Regions from separate parts of the Mus musculus genome. Here region 2 is linked to region 1. A link is a contact called in public HiChIP or PLAC-seq data. All regions are on one chromosome and are shown on one strand. Each heading gives the region's core, a stretch centred on a gene start, on an enhancer-like site or on the middle of the called end of the contact. The rest is flanking DNA. Distances are from core to core; before and after follow the strand shown.

What was found. HiChIP or PLAC-seq counts read pairs in DNA pulled down with a chosen protein or histone mark.
Region 2: a contact with region 1 is called in an H3K4me3 HiChIP or PLAC-seq map of the SCID.adh cell line, with 30 read pairs. The contact joins the promoter of Lpar6 here to the enhancer-like site in region 1. A contact is called at or near these places in 3 of 39 promoter capture datasets (3T3-L1-derived adipocytes, macrophages and stem cell-derived epiblast-like cells), 2 of 15 datasets of contacts at CTCF or cohesin (CD8 T cells and the NIH/3T3 cell line), 7 of 484 Hi-C or Micro-C datasets (brown adipocytes, embryonic ectoderm, forebrain and 2 more), 13 of 115 datasets of contacts at active chromatin or transcription factors (CD8 T cells, the HPC-7 cell line, the SCID.adh cell line and 9 more) and 4 of 9 other capture datasets (adipose tissue, embryonic tail, liver and 1 more).

What each region holds. Positions count from the first base shown.
Region 1 is chr14:73,199,979-73,203,514 of GRCm38.p6, forward strand. Rb1 (RB transcriptional corepressor 1) reads right to left here. Exons shown (of 27, transcript NM_009029.3): 24 at 2,847-2,877. Among named protein-coding and RNA genes, the nearest start is that of Mir687, 5.1 kb to the right of the region's middle. Within about 2 kb of position 1,688, at least 8 of the 459 cell types and tissues checked have an H3K27ac peak or open chromatin away from gene starts, as enhancers often do. A contact at or near this core is called in the SCID.adh cell line and extraembryonic endoderm stem cells, where this site is marked.
Region 2 is chr14:73,236,051-73,239,647 of GRCm38.p6, forward strand. It overlaps Lpar6 (lysophosphatidic acid receptor 6), which reads left to right and starts at 1,841. Exons shown (of 1, transcript NM_175116.4): 1 at 1,841-3,597. The coding sequence starts at 2,551. The coding sequence ends at 3,585. The region is part of intron 17 of Rb1 (RB transcriptional corepressor 1); the gene reads right to left. RefSeq lists an enhancer at 1-276.

The DNA.
Region 1 (3,536 bases), core at 438-2,937:
TCACAATTTTAGTCCAGGCAATATTACTAGACATGTGACCTTGGTAAGACATGCCAGAACAGGCACACCACCCAATCTCACCCAGTAGATAAGTATGTGGAAACAGTCTGTCTCTTAGCTTCCATTTCATGACTGTCTCAGGCATGTGTATTACATGTTAGTTAAGCCAACAAATGAAGTTAGACTTTCAGATAGAACTTAAACATGAACTGATTGGTGCATTAGATAGGATCAGCTTAATTTAATGAAAATATATGTAGAGTACATATTCAACATGGCAGAAGCTAAGTCCCAGGGCCTTATTACTATGCGGATGAATAGTGTCTCCATTGTTTCACAGGCTGCAGTAAGCAAAAGTGTGATGACCTGTGTGAGCTGCCTTGCGTGAGGTGTAAACGAATGGTCCCACAGCTCCTTTGTAAAGCCCAGCAGCTACAGCCCGTCTTCAATCAGCTGTCACAGCACTGAGGATTTGTAAAATGAACTTTTACATTTTATTTAGCATATAAACTCCAACCAACCGCTAGAGCAGTGCTTTTTAACCTGTGGGTCAAGACCCCTTTGGCAAAACTCTATCTCCAAAATTATTTGTTATAATTCATAACAATATCAAAATTACAGTATGATGTAGCAACAAAACTAAGGTTCTGGTTGGGGCCAGCACACCAGGAAAGGGCCTCGGTGTTAGGAGGGCTCAGAACTAGCCAGTGCTCTAGGGTGTGCACACAGCTGTTCCCTCTCTTTCTCCTCTCTTCCTCTGTTTCCCTTTTCTTTCCCTCTTTTGTTTTCACCTAAAACAACATTAATGCTATATAGCCCATGCGGGCCTACAAATCACCATGTAGCTCAGGTTTGCCACAAACTCTTTTTTATTTTTTTCTCTTTTTGAAACTAGATGTTGTTCATACAATATATTTTGATCAGTTTCCCCTCTCCCACTGAGTTTCCCTCCATTTTTCTCTCCCACTGGAATTTATACCCCTTCTGTCTTTTGTTAGAAAACAAACAGGCATCTAAAGAATAATAATAAATAAAATAAAACAACTAAAATATGACAAAACAAATACACAGAAGAAAAAGGGCCAAAGAAAAAGCATGAGGTGGGCATATGGATGCAGGGCACGGGTTGGTACACGCAAGAATCCCTCAACACACAAACTGAAAGCTGTAACACACACAAAGAAAAACAGCCCTAGGAGACAAAAAGGAACTTCCAAAGTTGCCACTGAGTTTGTTTTGTGTAAATTATCTACTGCTGGGTACAGGACCTGCCCTGAAAGTATAGTTTGTATCCTCAGAGAGACTATTAGAGAGAACTGATTTTTCATTTCCAAGTAGTCACAAATTCTTGATCCTTCTACCTCAGTCTTCTGAGATTATAAACCACTGTGCTTGGTTCATCATGAAACCAATTATTTAAAAAATTGTATTTATTGTTGTTATATATGTGTGCACGCTGTGTGTGAATATAACAGTATGTGTACTGTGGTGCACATGCCAACAGCAGAGGACAAACTTTAGGAGTCAGTTTTCTCCTGCCACCTTTCATGTGGATTCTTGGGGTCAAACTCAGGCCCCTGGGCTTATGCAGCAAGCACATTTACCTCAGGTCCTTATTGATCAGAGAAAGACTAGCACCGAGAGGGAGCAGAAGGCAGTGGGAGGTGGGGTGAGTAAGTACAGGAAGGAGTGTTAGAGCGCGGGGGTGTGGGAGGAGGCCAGTGCCAGAGTCATGCTGCAGAGGCTATTGTGCTTCATTTCAGAGGACCTCACTTCAAACTTCTGTAAACATTTCTATGAGATTGTACACATACATGTTACCACATAGAAAGATATGAGGTCTTTGTCTTCTATTCCTGCTCCTAAAACCCTTGGAACTTCCCAAGTGATAAGGAAGATAGGGCCATCTTTTGTTCTAATAAAGAGACTCCTGATAGGCCCTTAGTATCAGTATGGAGTCAGAAAGACAAGCCCTGGTTAGAAGCTGGGAATTTTCAACCACGGTTCCTAACCTTCAGAGTAGGGAAAGTGGGTAGACATTTAGTTAATCAACTATTTGTACAAAATCCAATCCTTTAGCATTAGGCTTAGGAGAGCTCTGGAGATGCGGACTCCACAGGAGCGGGCCAGAAGCCCCAGTGGACATCACCCTATGTGTCTCTTCATCCGGCTGCTCATCTGTATCTTTTGTAATAAACTGCTATGGTCAGTAAACTATTTTCCAAAGTTTTATGAGTATTCTAGCAAATGGTCAAACTGGAAAAGAAAGATATTACAGGGATTCCCTGACTGTTGGCCAGTTTGGTTAGAAAATTAGTGCAACCCAGGAACTTGCCACTTACGACCTGGGCGAAGTTAATGACCTGAGCCCTGGAGCCAGTGGGATCCAAAGACTGCTGGGTAATCTGTCAGACTGAACTGGATGACAGCAGCTATGCATACAGTTGGAGAATTTATGTTTCACTTTGGGAGTACTGGGAACATAAAAACACTTTATGTGTGTATACAAATGACTATTTACATGTATATTACATAATCTCAGAGAAATGTTTAGAAAAAACTTGCAAGTTTCCCAATTATGAATATTATTCAAAGTTAAACCTGATTTGAAAATAACCTGAGACAGCCTAAAGGACCTATCTAGGCAACAGTGCCTTTAATCTCAAATTATGAAAATCTTCTATTTCTTTTTTAGTTGCAATATAAGTCACTGATGTCCACACAAGATGTTTAACAACAGAACACTAAATAAAGGATGATACAGGGGCACATAGCTCTTGCATCATACTGTCCGGTATATTTTATATAACATTCCATGACACCACTGTTCATAAAAAAATACTCACCCCAAATGATTCACCAATTGAGACCAAGATTCTGTCAAGTTAAGATAAAATGTGAGTTAGTTGTGAGAACTAGACACAGACCGTGCAGACATGCCGAGATGAACATAGGTGCACACTCTCAGCCACCACATATCAAAGGCTCCCTGCCCCTGCAACCACCAACACCTGATACCCATCAGGGGGTTGTTGGGCCAATGCTAGTATGATTAAGACATAACCAGGAAGAGGTTGTTTGTTTGTTTGTTTGTTGTTTGTTTTGGTGCTGAAAGCCTCAATATGCTAGTGATGCATTCTACTACTAAGCTACACCCTAGCTCTTAGATTTGCAACAAGAACTCTGTGTTTGCAGAGCATAATTCTGCCATGGTCCACATTTAAAGAGGATTTTTAGAAAAACTTAAGATTATCTTTACTTAGTTCCTCATAAATCAACAAATGTAACTTCATTCTAATTTAAGTTACATTTGATACAAACTTAGGCCAATAAATAAAACTTAAAAGACCAGTAAGATGGCTCAGCAGGTAAAAGCACTTGTGGCCAAGCCTGGTAACTTGGGTTTAGTCCCTCAAACTCATGGCAGGAGAGAGTGACTCCAGCAAGTTGTGCTCTAACCACACACATTCACAGTAGCATGCATGGCCCCACATAGATAAAATAAATATAAAACAAAACAACAATAAAAAAGGGCT
Region 2 (3,597 bases), core at 591-3,090, 36 kb after region 1:
GGTGCTGACAATCAAACCTGGGCCCTTTGAAAGAACAGGAAGTACTCCAAAATGCTAAGACATCTTTCCAGCATGCCCACCTAGGTATAAGGATTAAAGGCATGTACTACCACGCCCAGCAAATTAGTAACCCTTTTAGACAGACTTTCCTCTACAACTCTTTTTCACTAAGGTATAATCTACATATCACAACATCCTAAAAATCAGCTGACAGTATATTTTACTTATTTATTTTAAAGACCTATTTATTTTTATGTGTATAAGTGCTGGCCTGCATATATGCATGTATATCACATTCATGCATGTTTTCACAATGAAAGTAAACATGGACAGTACCAGGACATAAAACGATTATAATTTGTAAAAATGACAATAAGGGGGCTGGCAAGATAGCTCAGAGGTTAAGCACATTGGCTGTTTTTCCTAAGGTCCTGAGTTCAGTTCCCAGCAACCACATGGTGCTCATAACCATCTATAGTGAGATCTGGTGCCCTCTTCTGAACTGTAGGTGTACATGCAAGCAAAACACTGTATACATAATAAATCGTTTTTTAAAATGACAATAAGGAAACTTAAAAGTGGATCACTCAAATTTTATATTTTTCCTAAAATAACTATTAACAGAAAAGTTTCTTCATGGAGAAGAAAATGTTATTAAGTGTCCCTTTTTTCATTACTGCACTCAAAGTTCCCATCTTCCAATAGGAACACATTTGCATCTGTTTTCCACACCAAAACCAAAGCAAAGAAGTTCAGACCCTCAATCTTTACCGCCTATAAGACTGTATTATTTGATCATAGATGACTTCCTAATCAAAACAATAAAAAGATTATAATTCACCATCAAAAGTAATCAAATTTAAAAGGTATAGAACACATGATACATGCTCTTAAGTATACATCTTAATATGTAAACTAAGGTGTCTATAGAGAAACTTGCTCTGAAATGCCTTCACTGACCCCAAATGAAGGGTTTCAGCTTCAAATTTAGAGATGAAAGTAGATCTGGAATATACCCCAACACACAGCCAACATGTAAAAGAAACTGAAGGGAGAGACGGAGGAAAGGAGAATAAAATCATGGAAACTACATTTAGACAAACAGTAGAACTGAGATTCTCTGCTGTAAGTTATTTCAATTAACTCAGAAGGGGGGAGCCCGTTTTACAAAGCACACTTTCCCACTATGCTTATATTAAGTTGTGGGCAAAAGACTGACACTGTACTAAAAGTAAAAGTTTTGGAGTACTATTCTCACTACTGAGTTATAATCCTCCGGGGGGGGGGCATACTTAATGTAGTCTTTGGTGTATTAAAATTGAACTAGCTCTAGAAAATTAGTTTCAAAGAAAAATGTTAGAACATTATTTATCAAAAACTAAAGAGATCCAGGATTAAAGCTACTCACAATCATGCCAATTAAGTTAAATGCTGGAGAGCAATTAAAAAACACCAGATACTAAGAGAAGCAGGACTGCCTGCCTCAGTCAAAGGCTTTATATAAACTCTTAAGGTTCTGCCTTCAGGCACAAACAGTTCTTTAATGTGCCACTCATATCGCCTACATTTCAATTTATAAACATATATACACCCATCTGCATTTTATTTCTTTAAAGAAGGCAATATCCCAACTACAAGAGCAATAGAAGAGAAAGAATCTACCTTATGTTTCTTTCTTTCTCTTACTTATTACTAACTAAAGCAAATCAAACCACTTTGGAGAAGTTGTCAGAATCCCCGGAAAGCATTTTGGCATAAAAAGAGTTAACACCCAACTCAGCTGGGCAGCCAGTGACCATTTGCAAGCCTCCTAGGTACATTCCCAGCAGACACATTATCAGATTAAAGGAACTGCAAACAACTGGGTTGAAGCCTTCCTTTGTCCAAACCCAGCCTCTTCTTCCTGTGATGTCATATTACAAATCTGGGAAGGCTTTCTTGCTCACTTCAGAGACAGCCCATCTCACAATACAGCTGGCAACCTCCGAAAGGCCTCTCCATTCAGCAAGCGCGAACATGCTTAGGAATTTATCTGGGATCCCTTAAACGACTGCCTATCGCCGTCCGGAATCAATGTAGAAATACAAAGTTTGAGAATAAAAAGAAGGAAGAAGTACCCGAGGACGACGGGCGGACGGACGCACGGCGAGTGTTTGTGACTGAAGTAAAGCTGGTTTGGACCCTGGCGGCTGAAGCACAAGTTTCCACGCGGACTGGTCTGGTCCGACTTGGAACAGTTTTTCCTTACACTTTCAGCTTTATGGGTTGGCTTCCTTGACTGCATTTTCTGTCAGTTAACTAAACTCCAGACTCATGGATTTTCTCGACCAGAAAATCAGACTATTTTCCTGAATAATCTACTAGAAACTTTTACGGAACACATTTCATGTTTCCTTTGAAGAGTTAAGAGAAGAAAGTATTTGTAAGAACAGGAAAAGAAACAAATACTTTGCAAATAAACTGGCTGCTGCTGTGACCACATCTGAATAGCAAAGGCGATCGATCAAGCGCTGCGGACAAAAGGCCTCCTGTAAGCTGCACTGCCTGACAATGGTAAGCTCCAATGGCTCCCAGTGCCCTTATGACGACTCCTTTAAGTACACTCTGTACGGGTGCATGTTCAGCATGGTCTTCGTGCTTGGGCTGATATCCAACTGTGTTGCGATATACATTTTCATCTGTGCCCTCAAAGTGAGAAATGAAACTACAACGTACATGATTAACCTGGCAATGTCAGATTTACTTTTCGTCTTTACTTTGCCATTTCGGATTTTTTACTTTGCAACACGGAATTGGCCATTTGGAGATCTACTCTGTAAGATTTCAGTAATGCTGTTTTACACCAATATGTATGGAAGCATTCTGTTCTTAACCTGTATCAGTGTAGATCGATTTCTGGCAATTGTCTACCCATTTAAGTCAAAGACTTTAAGAACGAAACGAAATGCAAAGATCGTTTGCATTGCTGTGTGGTTCACAGTGATGGGAGGAAGTGCGCCTGCAGTTTTCTTTCAGTCGACCCACTCTCAGGGGAACAATACCTCAGAAGCCTGCTTTGAGAACTTTCCAGCGGCCACATGGAAAACTTATCTCTCCAGGATTGTGATTTTCATTGAAATAGTGGGCTTTTTTATCCCTCTCATTTTGAACGTAACTTGTTCTAGTATGGTGCTAAGAACTTTAAATAAACCTGTTACATTAAGTAGAAGCAAAATGAACAAAACTAAGGTTTTAAAAATGATTTTTGTCCACTTGGTCATCTTCTGTTTCTGTTTTGTGCCCTACAACATCAACCTCATTTTGTACTCGCTCATGAGGACACAGACCTTTGTTAACTGCTCTGTGGTGGCGGCAGTGAGGACCATGTACCCGATCACTCTCTGCATCGCTGTTTCCAACTGCTGCTTTGACCCTATTGTTTACTACTTCACCTCAGACACAATTCAGAACTCAATAAAAATGAAAAACTGGTCGGTTAGAAGAAGTGACTCCAGGTTCTCTGAAGTTCAGGGCACTGAGAATTTTATCCAACACAACCTACAGACCTTAAAAAATAAGATATTTGATAATGAATCTGCAATATAAGCTGCCTGACTA